Regions from separate parts of the Mus musculus genome. Here regions 1 and 3 are each linked to region 2. Evidence: chromatin contacts called from public promoter capture Hi-C data. All regions are on one chromosome and are shown on one strand. The core of a region is the stretch at or near the end of the contact, and the rest is flanking DNA. Distances in the headings are between cores, read along the strand shown.

Region 1 (4,413 bases), core at 533-3,032, 400 kb before region 2:
GTAAAAGCTCTTGGCAGCCAGCAGAGATTCTGTAGTGAACAGAGAGTAGAGTCTGCCACATCCTGGACTTGGGAGATCCCAAGCTAGGACTGCCTAAGGTTGAGAGCTAAACCACTTCTGACCAAGACCAAGTCCTTAGCCTCAGGCCTGAGCCTGTGATACCCTGGACTTCTGACAGCTGGCAAGCAAGCTGCGAGTAAACTCCATCAGTCCCTCCCACCTGCCACTCAGGCAGGCCTTAAGGGTGCAGGTGCAAGGTCCCAGGCTTGGGCACTGGACAGCTTTTAAGAAACACCCCCACATCTTGGTTTAACACAGTCTCTGCAGCTTTCTCCTCCCCTGGGGCCTCCCCTCTCACCTCCTGGAATGGACATCCCACCTCTAATTAGAGCCACCTGTCAGTCCCACAGTGTATTAACCCCACATTTCCCAAAGCTACAACTCGGTGACACTGACCGATTCCTATCTCACTTTTCAGTCTTTGAGGTCATCTTCCCCCTACCCATATTCGGGGGGTGGGAGGAGGAACAACAAGCAAACGTGAGGAAGAGCATGGTAGGGCAACCTGGAGTAATCATTGGCACCCCTGATGGCTACCCTCACTTCAACCAGGCACGGTCACCACCCCACCAACCGCTCCAGTGTTCCTCGGGACCGGAGGTCCATCCTGGCCGGAAGCCGCGCTGCCGCCAGGCTCCAGGGAGTCCAGACGAAAGGCAGCGGGTGGGCCCACAGGCAAATCTCATCCACGCACGTCTGGGCTAGCTGCCTTCACCCGAGGAACACAGCCGTTCCAGACAGAGATGCGTGCGATGGCTGCTCTACACAGCGCTCGGAAGGTGCGACCACTGGAGCTAGGGGCCCGGGGTTGGGGGTGGGGAAGCCCAGAGGGCGCGGCGCTGGGACCCCAGTCGCGGGACCTGCGAGCAAATAAATGCCTACCTGCGAGCCGCGCCGCCGCACCTGCCGCAGGCGGGCCGCTCCTCCCGGAAACGCGCGCGGCGCGCCCCGCCCCTGCCTGGACCCCGATAGCCCGCGAGGGGCGCGTACCCAGAGCGACCTTGCGGCCTTACAGGCCCGGAGACCCCGGGATAGCACGTCCGGGTGGATCCTCCACCAGAGCGCTGCTGTAGTTTTGTCCCGCCTCTCTTATCCTGGTGACCCGACCCAGAGTGGCTAGCTCTCCCCGGAGAGCCACAGGGGGCAGCAAAGTTGTATCCCTCACTCCCACCATCTCCCCAGCTCCCCCCAAGACCCTTTTAGAACAAAATCAAGGCTGGGGAGGTGCAGATGCCAACCCCCACCCCGCCCGGAGTATCCAGACTTAGGGTGCCAAGAAGTGTTGTGTAGGAAAATGCGGAGCAGGAAATAAACCAAATACTTTCAGTGGCTGTATCCAGGGCTGTGGACACTAGACTTTCTTTTCTTTACTTTCCCAATTTAGAGTCTTCTAAGTTTTAATACTAGAGAATGACATATAAGTTAGCAGCTCTCCTGTGTGGGGGAAGTGAGTATGGGACCGGGCGAGACCACCTCAGTCTGCCCTCAGCACTCCTCATGGGGCACAGTCCTAATCGGGGGCTTCTCTGGGCCTAGAGGAACTTCTGAAGATGCTGCCAAAGTCCTACTTAAGAGGAAACCCATCTATTTCCAAGAGTATGCCCCCAACCAAGCCCCCAAACTGACCTGAAAAGCTGGCCTGGCTATCACAGGCTGCAGAGGCGCTGGGGGCCCTGTGCGTCTCAAGCAGAACCACAACAGGCTTGCTGTATGGGACAGGACCTGGAGACAAGGGGCGGCCCCTGGCACCTAGGCCAGGGACCTGCCTGGCCGGCTCGCCCAGTCCTGCTGTCCCAGGTCCCATAACCAGAACAACCGTTATTGTTGGCTAGGGGCTGCAACCGCAGCCACTGTGCTCCTTTTGGGAGGGGCAAGTGGGTGCTGAGCTCGGAGGACTAAGCTAAGTTCTACAAATAGACAGCTAAGCCCACCCCTTTGGGAGGAGCAAGTGGGTGCTGAGCTCGGAGGACTAAGCTAAGTCCTCCAACTGGACAGTTAAGCTCACCCCCACTCAGAGTTCCCCTTCCTCCAAGACTATTACAACACACACAAACACAGCACAGGATACTTCAGGAAACCATGGTGAACTCTACTTTGCCTCAGTACTTCTGATCTCTCCCAAGGTTCTGGCGGGAAGCAGGTATGGTTACAGTACAGGAAAGGGCATATGCACCTGGCAGTGGAGCATGTGACAACCAAGAAAGAGGAGCCAAGCACAAAGTTCTGGGCAAGATGCCCCAGTATGGGTCAGGAACCAATCTTCCCGGGTCCCCAGACCGCAGTTCCAGAAGCTTCGCCCTTCACAGGGATCCACGCCCTCACTCGCTGTGTCACATGAGGAGCGGATGTGTGGGTGACACCTTTTGTAAACATTTTCCCCCTAGTGCTTGAGATGGAATCCGGACCTGGTGCATATTAGACAGCTGTTCAACGGCTGAGCAACTCTAACCCACCACTTTAGTTTTTTTATCGATACTAAGGGGCTCAAACTCCCAAACATATCTGCTGGCCCAAGAGACAGGCAGCAAGCCTCAGAGAGAACAGAGCAGCTTACATGTGTCCTTGCCAGAGGACTGACCTTAGGAGACGGTCCCCAGCTGCCAGGACTCAGAGAACCCCGTGAAGCCCAACTGTTAGCTACTGAGACACCAGTTCACTGGGAGAAAGCTCTGTCTGCTGACCACAGTCGGAGGCAAGGGTAACATGCAGAAGTGAGGAAGGCAGAAGCTGAGCTGTGGCTTTTATTAGATCTGCTTTGGCAAAAATAAATAATTCTTCACACACTCTGCAAGGAAACTTGGACACCAGGGAGCAGCAGCAGATGTGGAGTTCTTAAGACTGACCCTGCACTGAAAAGGTGGTGGGCAGGAGTAAGGCACAGGTGACGTGACGGGGGAGGGCTCTGTGGGCTCCGGGGGAGGGCGACTCCCCATCCCTCCCCACCAGGAGTAGCATAGTGAGTGGCTGGTGAAAGGTTTCACATCGAAAGCCCACTTGCAGCTGTGCAGGGTCCTATGTCCTCATTCCACAGCATGTAAGGGGGAGAGCCGGGGCAGACAGGATCTTGTTCCACCCCGGGGCTCCTCTTAGTGGGGCAGGACAACTTGGAGCTTGGCTGGTAGCCGGGCGATGTGGGAATGGTGATTCTCAGCAAGGCGGGAGGCCAGGTGGATCCTGTGGGGTGGCAGGATCTGCGGCAGTGGGGCTGGCAGGTGCGCGCATGCGCAAGGCATCCGGCGGGAAGGCCACATTGGTGCAGAAGAGACCCAGCAGTAGCTGACGCTGGCATTCTTCCCACTTGGCCAGCGCGTCCCCCAGTGAGAGGTTGTTTCGTACCCAGTTGGGTAGGGCCTCACTGTAGGTGGCGCAAGACAGTGGCACAGAGGGCAGAGACTGGGCACGTCGCAGTTCCACCTGCTCAGACAGTCTGCAGGTGGGGAGGAGACATGGAGGAAAGGAAGGCTTAGTGGAGATCTGCCATTCCAAGACTCAGGACCCAGGGGGCCAGGCGGTCAGAGCAGCTCACCTGGAAGGCAGATGGTCACCCAATTTCCTCTTGGCCCTCATCACCAGATACTGGCAGATGCTACCCGTCTGCTCTTTCATCCACCGGATATCTTCAGGGACATCAGGCAGCCACTCCAACAAGCTGAGAAGGGAGCACCGAGAGCATGAGCTCAGAAACACCAGGCTGGGATCTGGTGCTCCCTTGCCAGGTTCTGAAGACCTATCCTCCCCAAATCTCCCAAGGAGCCCATTGCTCATGGATGATCCGGGACCTCTGTCCCTGATGTACCGGTTGATGTGTCCTCCCCCAGACTCCGTTCCCCACCCTCACCGGATGGTGAAGGACACTGCACTCTCCAGCGGCAGAGTATAGGGCACCATCATGGCCGTTGCCAGGCGCACTGGTAGCATGTTGGAAAGGGTGGTCATCAGGTCCTTTGGTTCCACACAGGCCTCCAGCAGGGCTGCAGAGAGGAAGGTGGCAGTCAATCAGGGAAGTGGGGGCCTCCTAGGCCTCCTAACTGAGCTTCCCTCCCCGTGGCGGCGCACCCTCATTGAGTCTGGCAGGCAGGTGCTCTAGAATTCGATCTTTTCTATAAGGCTGCAATTGATCCTCCTCTCCAGCCCTCTCCTCCACCACAGCAGCTTCCTCTGCATCCTCTTCCTGGGGGACAACTGGGGGCAGTGCCAGCAAAGGGTTGGGTTGGTTCAGTAGGCCTGTGGGGGGGGGGGGGGGGTCAGAGAGATGCCATCAGAGGTTATGGCCAGCAGGGGGCACTGCAGGTCCAGCTTCTTCCACCCCAGGGCTGCCCACACACCATTCCTCCTAAGGAATCGAAGTCCATC
Region 2 (4,401 bases), core at 195-2,694:
AGAGCTGTGGCAGGATATCTTGAAGACGTCACAGCTAATAAGGTACATGGTTTGGGATGACCCATAGACTTTCTTGAGGGCTGGGATCTGTCTCAGATCCTTGGCCCAGGATCTGCTGGAAGATGTCTGGAAACAGTTGTCCAGGCATAAGAAGAGGCAGAGGGCCTCTGCAGGCAGGAGACAGGTGCAGGGCTGAAAAGGGAGTTCTGGATCCATCAGGTGGACTGGACCAGAACATAGTGAGCCAGTGTCACTGCTCTGAGACTTTGAGAGGAGAGATACTTGCTCCCCTCCTCAGCTCACCAGCTTCCCTCACAAAGATGGGGCTGAGCTCTACGTGGCTTGGTTAGGCTTCTCCAGGCTCATTCCCTGGTCTTTCTCTACCTAGCTGTCATTGATGTTCACCCTGCTCTGGAGAGTTTTCCCCCAAGGTGTGGGTCCAATGGCCACCAACTCCAGAGGTTCTCCCCGGATTCTTACCCACAGGCCTAAGTTGCTTTGTACATCCTCTGACCACTCTTAAACGTGCAAACTACAGCAAGCATTTACTCAAGTTAGCATTGGTCCCTAGCACACAGACATCTCAGTTCACTCACAGGTGTACCCAGGGTTTCCAGCTGCTCTGGCCACTCTAGGCAGCTGGATCCCTCAACACCACCCTTACCTCCCCACCTTCCAGAAGATGAGGAAACCGAGGCCCTGCTAAGTAGGCAATGGCCTGACAAGCCTCTTAGCTGAGGGCACCGGTTCCCCCAAGGGCCCACCGTTAACTCCATCACCACCGGATCTAAGCCAGATTCCAGGGTCGGAAAAGGTAGGGATGAGCCCCGAGGGTCCCTGGCGTTACTGCTGACGTCACTGGGCGTCCCGCCGAACAGAACCGCGACCCCTCCCCCAATATAGCTGAGCTGGGAGGAGCAGGACAGCAGGGGCTCTGGGCAGTCAGACCCCCAGGCCTTGGGAGGTCCGGGCCCTCTCGCTACGCGCCATCGCGTACCTCGCCCGTAGCCCAGCCGCTGGCGTAGCGCGCGGCCCGGGCGCACCAGGCTCCGGTGCACATACGTGAGCCACGCGGCGCAGGTGAGCAGCAGCAACAGCAGCAGCAGCTTCATCTGCTTGCGGACCTTCTTCACCGGGAACCACGGCATCGCGGCGCCACAATCAGGGGCGTCGCTGCGGCCCCCCGGCCCCGCCTGCCCCGCCCCACATCCCCCGGCCCACCCTGCTGCGCTTAGCGCCTGCAGCACCGCATGGTCCTTTGTCCGCTGCGGGGACTACGGGATTCGGCCACTACTCCCGGGCTGCTCAGGCCGCGGTCGGGGTGGGCGGCGGGAGCGGCTCCTTGAGGCGCTCCCCCGCCCGCCCCTCCCGGCTGCTCACGCTCCTCTGGACGCCGCGGGACCGAGCAGCATCCACGCTGCGGTGCTACCCAGCGTGAAACGGGACCGATGGTCGCGGTGCCCGAGCCAATCGGCCGCGGCCAGCCCGCGTACAACCAATCCGTGATGCTCGGAGGCGGGGTGGCGCGTTAGGGTGTGCCAATGATCCACACGACGCGCGCATTCACCTGGTGTTCGCCGGCCGCGCGCCCGGGGATGCGGGGGTTGTGGGGACCGAATCTGCGGTGAGGGACACCAGGGACGTCGGGGAGAGGGATGTAAGAGGTCGTTGTTACTGTGGAGGCCATGGCAGGGACGAGGGGTGCTGCGGGAATCCGGCTGCGTGTCTGGGAAAACGCTGGGAATAATGAGCACGCAGAGAAGGAGCTCAGCCTTCCTCTCAGTCGGACTAAAACGAGGCTGGGATGTTCTCGGCTAGCTGTAAGGAAGGACAGGTGGGTGGAGGGTGGTTCTATCCAGATAGCTTCAGTTGTGCACTCCATTCGCTTTCTAGCTGGTGCATCCCAGCCCTCCTGACTACCACCTCTCTCCCACCTTACCACCAGCCGCTTCTCTTTGAGGTTCCAGCCTAATGACCAGGGTACTTCAGTTGGTGTAGCAGAAGCTGCTGTGAGCCTGCAGAGCTCGTGGGTTAGGAATGGGGACTGGACATTTAAATAGTCTCCCTTCCTCCGTGATGCCATGGCCTTAAGTAGAAAGAAGCCATTGGAAGGAGATGGAATCTCTTAGAGACCTTCGCACCCTGGGTGGGTGTGCCCCAGTGGAGATGACTGGGCAACTTCCAGTGTCTGTTCTAAGGGGTGGCCTCCAGCTCAGTAGGCAAGGGAGCCTTCCCATACCACATGCACCACTGTGCTGTTTGCAAGGTGGCTTTGCTGGTTTTGTTTAGTTTGTGTTGTTTTGAGACAGTGTCTCACTGTGTAGCCTTAGTTGGCCTGGAGCTCTTAGACCGCTGCTTGCCTCTGCCTCCTGAGTGCTGGGATTCAAGGCATGTGTCACCACACCTGGCTTGCCTTTGTTTTTAACATTACCCCACCATCACTATGTATCCTTGGGACATAAAATCAAATTGGCCACATTTCTTTCTTTAAAAAAAAAACTTTTTAATTGTTTCTGTCGGGTTTTTTTGTTTTGTTTTGTTTTGTTTTAACTTTCTTCCAGGCATCAGCTGCTGTTCTCATCAGCTGGTTTCCTGTCCTGACTTTGTTTCTGATGCCTGCACTTGTTTATATCCTGAACATTGTCTCAGCACACACCAGCTTGTTGTAGCTACTTTTTCATCTTCCTAGTCATCCAGCTAAAAGACATCTTTACAACAGGAAGACTTGAGGGAGCAATAGAGAAGAACAAGAAGAAGAAAAGAGAGGGTCTCTGCTGTCTTATGTTTACTGGACAGAGGCAGAAAACAAATAATGTTTGTTGTTGTTCTGATTTGTTTTTGTTTTGTTTTGTTTTGGTTTGGTTTTGGTTTTTGAGGCAGGGTTTCTCTGTGTAGCCCTGGCGGTCCTGGAACTCACTCTGTAGACCAGGCTGGCCTTGAACTCAGAAATCCACCTGCCTCTGCCTCCCAAGTGCTGGGATTAAAGGCATGAGCCACCACTGCCCGACAAATAGCATTTTTTGTTTTGTTTTGTTTTGTTTTGTTTTGTTTTGTTTTGTTTAAGAAAGCAAATGTTGGGAAGCAAGCAAAGCGTTTGGGCAGAGAAGTGCACTAGCAGGGAAGAGTTCAGGGCCCTGTAGGCGACCCAAGCCCAAGACTCTCCTCTCTTCATCTAGAGTCGGTAAAGCAAGTAGGGTAAGGCAGAACAACTGAGGAGTCAGCAAACCGTGATCAGCTAGACAGCGGTTCCCCTTGCTAACACATCTGGCCGAGACCACATCTCACCCCAACCACAGAAGGAAATGTTTCAGTCTAACCAAGCAGACAGCACGACAACAGGATCTATTGATGAACGTATGCACTTCAAACAAACAAAAACCCAACTGTATTTGTCTTTTTTTTTTTTTTTTTTTACAGATTTTAATTCATTGTTTTATGTATATGGATGTCTTGTCTGCATGCGTGTCTGGTCTACCACCTGTGTGCCCAGTGCCTACAGAGGCCAGAAAATGGTGTTGCATCTCCTGGAACTGCTTTTAAACCGCCGTGCTGGTGCTGGGAACTCAACCTGAGTCATCTGCAGCGCTTTTAACTGCTGAGTCATCTCTTTGCCTCCTGCAACTATGTTTAACCAAAGCAGAGCCATGGTTAAACTCTCTAACCAAAACAGGCTGCATCTCCCGAGAAACCGGGTCAGAATTTCACATTCACCTTTGGAGGCTAGTCATTCTTGCAGCTGAGTCACACTCCTTGAACATGTTCAAGAGCTAAATGATGAGAACATAGAAACATTAGCCAATGCAATTCTGGGTTGTGTTAGATGGGAGGGAAGCAGGGGAAGGAAAAAGGAGGCAAAGGAATTGATTATCGGAGGGGAAGGGAAAGCACTTGCCATTCAGTCATGGAGTTGTAATGGCATTGGTGACTACCTTTCTTTTTTCAATATTTATTTTTATTTTATGTGCATTGATGTTTTGCCTGAATGTATGTCTGTGTGAGGGTGTTGGATCTTGGTGTTACAGATAGTTGCGAGCGGCCATGTGGGTGCTGGGAGTTGAACCCAGGTCCTCTGGAAGAGCAGTCAGTGCTCTTAAGTGTTGAGCCATCTCTTTAGCCCCAACATCTACCCTTTTGATGGGACATTCTAATATCTTTGGACTCAGAAAAGGCTGAGGTTCTTTGACTGGTGTGGGGAAAGCCTAAGCCTGGATTCCTAAAAAAACAGTCTATGGTATTAGCAGTTTTGTTTGTACAAGATGGATCTGAATTCTTGTAGTTGTTTTCCATGGAACTTAGAGGCGCTAAGAAACACCCTCAAGGAATCTCTGCCTTTCTGAGTCACTACACCATAGCCTTGATCTCTCCTTGAGGGGACTAGCATCCTGAGCAGCACAGAGACCA
Region 3 (4,292 bases), core at 590-3,089, 350 kb before region 2:
TGTCTTCAGACACCCCAGAAGAGTGCATCAGATCTCATTACGGATGGTTGTGAGCAACCATGTGGTTGCTGGGATTTGAACTCAGAACCTTTGGAAGAGCAGTCAGTGCTCTTAACTGCTGAGTCATCTCTCCAGGCCCCCCCACCCCTTTTTTAAAGACAGGATTTCTCTGGGTAGCCCTGGTTGTCCTGGAACTCCCTTTGTAGACCAGGCTGGCCTTGAACTCAGAGATCCACCTGCCCTGTCTCTGAGTGCTGGGATTAAAGGCACAGGCTACTACACCCAGCAAATATTAGTCTTTTCTATCAAAATATTATAAAACCTGTGTTTAGAATGAAGAGTCCAAGCCGGGCGTGGTGGCGCACGCCTTTAATCCCAGCACTCAGGAGGCAGAGGCAGGCAGATTTCTGAGTTCGAGGCCAGCCTGGTCTACAAAGTGAGTTCCAGGACAGCCAGGACTACACAGAGAAACCCTGTCTCAAAAACACAAAAAAAAAAAAAAAAAAAAAAGAATGAAGAATCCAAATATTTTTATCTCCTTCACCTTGTAAGACTTTTATGCAAATGTTTAATCCTTTCCACCTAGTAAAAGCTTTGTTTACCCAAAGGTGTATTTCTCTATACTAGCCTGGAACAGTGATTCTCCTTCAGTCAGGGACTGCTTTCCCCTCCTCCATTTCTTGTATGTTGAGTCTTTCCCGACTAGTTAATAAGATTGTGAGGTCGGACTCCAGTCAGTGGGCAAAAGAAACAGCCACCACCTGAGTTAAAACAAAATCAAATGCTCTTCCTGTCTTGGGGTGCTGTTCACCATTTTCTCCAGCACACTCTTCCTCAAGGGTAAAATTTGCCCTGTCTATACATTTCCCTGGAATGGTAGTCTCTTTACAAAATTATATCTAATACCTGGGCGTTGAATTCAATATAAATACTTTTCTCCACAAGACTCAAGCTTACTGCTGGCTCTGCCACTTCTGGTGCCTTAATGTTACTCTGGAGGCAGCACAAAGGTGGAACTGTGTGAGTATGTGGACACTAGCCAATCTGACCCCTTCAATTTCAGGGTTTCATGTCAATAGATGGGGATTTAATAAGGATGGCTAGTCAAGCTTGTGGCTTGTGAATCTTCAAAAGTCGCCACTCAGACAACACACAATCCTGGGCTCCAGGTTCCTTTTCCTAAGCCCCAGCAGGAGTCCCACAGAAGTAAATCGCTTTAGATACAGGTTGGCCTCCCCAATCTGGTCTTTTCCTCAGGAAACTCAACAGAACCTCCAGAGGCGTCCACAGCTCAGGAAGTGACATTCCATCCTCTATAGGAACATACAAAACTCAACCGACCCAGGTATCTTCTGGATCTTCACAAACCGGCAGAGGAAGACCCGCCCACATACGACCCAACTCTGTGCCCCTCACCCTGTCCGCCCGACCGGTCATCGCTCCCTGACACACTTAGCCAGGCTCAACTTTCGGGCAAAGGCCCAAGGCGTAGTAGCTCTGTGGTAGACTCGGACTCGGAAACATCTACCCGGCCCACTGGGTTTAATTGATGTGCCCTAGGGCCACAAGTCTGTACCGGTGGCTTCCAATCAGGAAACGACCACTCAGGGACCCAGGGCGTATCCTCCCCCGCCTCCGCCTCCAACCCCCGCCCCGCTCCGCCCCGCTCCGCCCCCGCTCAGTCCCCGCCCCTCGCATGCTTGCCACTCAACCACTACCCCATGCGCATGCGCAAACTGCCCCCATCTTCACTCAATTTCCGCGTTGTTTCTCCCACCCCACCTTGCACCCTGCCGGCGAGCCCCGCCCTTCGTGCCTCACGCATGCGCATTCCGCTCTCTGCAGGCGAGCCCCGCCCCGCCCCATCCCTCGCACAAATATCCGCCTGGGCTGTAGCCATGGCGTCCGAGCGGCTGCCAAGCAGGCCTGCGTGTCTCCTGGTGGCCAGCGGCGCTTCCGAAGGTGAGGCGCGCAGGGCAGCTGTGTAGCTCACTGGCCTGCAGTCCTGACTCTGGGCAAACGTTTGTGTTTGTGGAGTTGAGATTCTGGGACCCTGCATCTGTTTCTCTGGCGCAGGCCTACTATGTTGTCTGCGCTGGCAGACAGGGACGGTCAGCGGCTGCAGAGATGACCCTGCCCCCGAGTGAGCCGCAGGGGCTTGGTACTCTCTCTGCCCGTGTTTTCTGCCTCTCTGTTACCCCCTATCTTGGGTTTATCTTCGTGCACCTCCAGGAAGCGATCCTGAAAGAGGTTGCTCGAAAGAGCTGCATAAAAGGGACCCTCACGCAGAAGGGGTCTGTTGGCTTCATGTTCCAACTGCCCGGTGTGTGTCAGGGGCGCTGGGCAGATGATTACTTCACGGGTCCTTAGGGAACCGACTGGCCCGAGATAGTCTCTGTGGGGAGGTGGAGCCCAGGGCTGCGGCCCGGGGTTTCCCTCTGGATTCCTATAGACCTCTGCAAGTGGGTGTGAGCGCGAGGGTACGTCGGGATCTTGGACTGATGAATTTCTGGGTTCCACACTGAAGCGTCCCAGGTGAGGGTGGGAGGGGCCTGAGGGTGCTGCTCCTCCCTGGAATAGAGGTAAAAGAGAATCTACAGCAGCTCCTAGGTAGGCCTTCCTTGAGAGTCGGAAAGTGAGGGATTGAGAAGCTAAAAATTATCTTTAATCCCAGCACTCAGGAGGCAGAGGCAGATGGATCTCCAGGAGTTTGAGCCCGTCTGGAACTTATATAGCAAGTTCCAGGCTAGCAGGAGTACACAGTGAGGTCTGACTCAAAATATTAACCAAAACAAAATCCACAAGCCAAAAGCCTAGTGTCAGAGTTGGAGGCAGGAGGATAGAGAGGGCAATGGCTACATGAGATGCTGTCTTTAAAAAAATGCTAGGGGGCTGGTGAGAAGGCTCAGCGGATAAGAACACTGACTGCTCTTCCGAAGGTCCTGAGTTCAAATCCCAACAACCTCACAACCATCCTTAACAAGATCTGACTCCCTCTTCTGGAGTGTCTTAAGACCCACAGGGTGTCTTAAGACCAGGATGGGAGAGAGCAACCATTTGGTCTGAAGACAGCTACAATGTACTTATTTATAATAACAAATAAACCTTTGGACTGGAGTGAGCAGAGGTCCTAAATTCAATTCTCAACAACCAGATGAAGGCTCACAACCATCTGTACAGCTTCAGTGTGTACTCATATACATAAAGTAAATAAATAAATCTTTTAAAAAGTGCTAGGATCAAAGGTGTGCATAAAGGTGTGCATTACCACACCTGGGGGCTAGAGTCTTTTGAATTAGGCAAGCTTCGTTCCTTTTTGAAGGACTTTTTTGTTGTTGTTGGTTTTTTTGAGACAGGGTTTCTCTGTGTAGCCCTGGCTGTCCTGGAACTCACTCTGTAGACCAGGCTGGCCTTGAACTCAGAAATCTGCCTGCCTCTGCCTCTGAGTGCTGGGATTAAAGGTGTGTGCCACTTTTGATGGGCAGAAGAGGGCTGAGAATACCATGGTGGGGCAGAATCTTACCCATGTCCTGGGTGTGGGAGTGCCCCAGACACCACTCTCCTCTCCTGCTGCGTTTACCTCTGTGACATGTTCACTGCTGCTCTTCCCAGGTTATGGGGACCTTGGATCCTGGTGGATCTCTAAGGGGATGCACCAGACATTTACCTGTTTGGAAGTACCTATAGTGGGAAAGGGTAGGATGCAGCCAAGGGTGTAATGGTGTTGGTGGACAGTTAAGGTGACCTGGGGGCCTGAAGGTAGAGTTATTAGGTCAAGTGGAGAGCCTGTCCAGGGAGGTTTCAGAACCACTGGAGCACCTGCAGGTCTTTCAGGGTCCAGTGACCAAAGCTGGGTAAAATAATAGACTTGCTGTGGACCTCTGAGCAGGTCTTCTCAGTTATGTATTCCTGAACCTGAAGGGCTGCTGTCCTGCCCCCAGGGAGTAGGCCCTGGGGTGGGTAAAATGGACTGCCCCTAAGGCAGGTTCTGGGACCAGGATGGCCCCAGGAGCACTGGAGCAGTCTATGAATAGGGATGAGACAGCTGGCCCTATCATGCCCTCACTTTTCTGGACCCCTCTTTTGCAGGTGTGTCAGCCCAGTCCTTCGTCCACTGTTTCACACTGGCCAGTGCTGCCTTCAACCTACAGGTGGCCACCCCAGGGGTGAGTAGTCACCCTTCTCTAGGGTGAGCTGTTCTCCTTTCTGAGTTGAGGCTAGGAGAGTGTAGAGAGCCCTCTGTAGCTGATAGGGCCAGGAGGGAGCTACCTTCAGGTAAGGGGATCTACAGC

The links. Capture Hi-C pulls out chosen DNA fragments and counts their contacts.
Region 1: a promoter capture Hi-C map of liver shows a contact between it and region 2, with 2.4 times the contacts expected there. The contact joins the promoter of Cracr2b here to the promoter of B4galnt4 in region 2. A contact is called at or near these places in 1 of 39 promoter capture datasets (pre-B cells), 1 of 484 Hi-C or Micro-C datasets (embryonic stem cells), 2 of 115 datasets of contacts at active chromatin or transcription factors (memory CD8 T cells and pancreatic cancer cells) and 3 of 9 other capture datasets (embryonic stem cells, liver and pancreatic islet).
Region 3: a promoter capture Hi-C map of pancreatic islet shows a contact between it and region 2. The contact joins the promoter of Gatd1 here to the promoter of B4galnt4 in region 2. A contact is called at or near these places in 1 of 115 datasets of contacts at active chromatin or transcription factors (pancreatic cancer cells) and 1 of 9 other capture datasets (pancreatic islet).

The regions. Positions count from the first base shown.
Region 1 is chr7:141,458,463-141,462,875 of GRCm38.p6, reverse strand. Cracr2b (calcium release activated channel regulator 2B) reads right to left here and starts at 1,782. Exons shown (of 10, transcript NM_001025103.2): 1 at 1,687-1,782. Pnpla2 (patatin-like phospholipase domain containing 2) reads right to left here. Exons shown (of 9, transcript NM_001163689.1): 5 at 4,386-4,413; 6 at 4,117-4,284; 7 at 3,899-4,031; 8 at 3,587-3,709; 9 at 2,133-3,487. The coding sequence ends at 3,208. It overlaps Gm10575 (predicted gene 10575), which reads left to right. Exons shown (of 2, transcript NR_152219.1): 2 at 613-1,395.
Region 2 is chr7:141,058,021-141,062,421 of GRCm38.p6, reverse strand. It overlaps B4galnt4 (beta-1,4-N-acetyl-galactosaminyl transferase 4), which reads right to left and starts at 1,444. Exons shown (of 20, transcript NM_177897.4): 1 at 998-1,444. The coding sequence starts at 1,148. It overlaps Gm39114 (a long non-coding RNA gene), which reads left to right and starts at 1,383. Exons shown (of 2, transcript XR_881000.2): 1 at 1,383-1,624; 2 at 3,418-3,970.
Region 3 is chr7:141,411,672-141,415,963 of GRCm38.p6, reverse strand. It overlaps Gatd1 (glutamine amidotransferase like class 1 domain containing 1), which reads left to right and starts at 1,839. Exons shown (of 8, transcript NM_172116.4): 1 at 1,839-1,962; 2 at 4,090-4,166. The coding sequence starts at 1,899.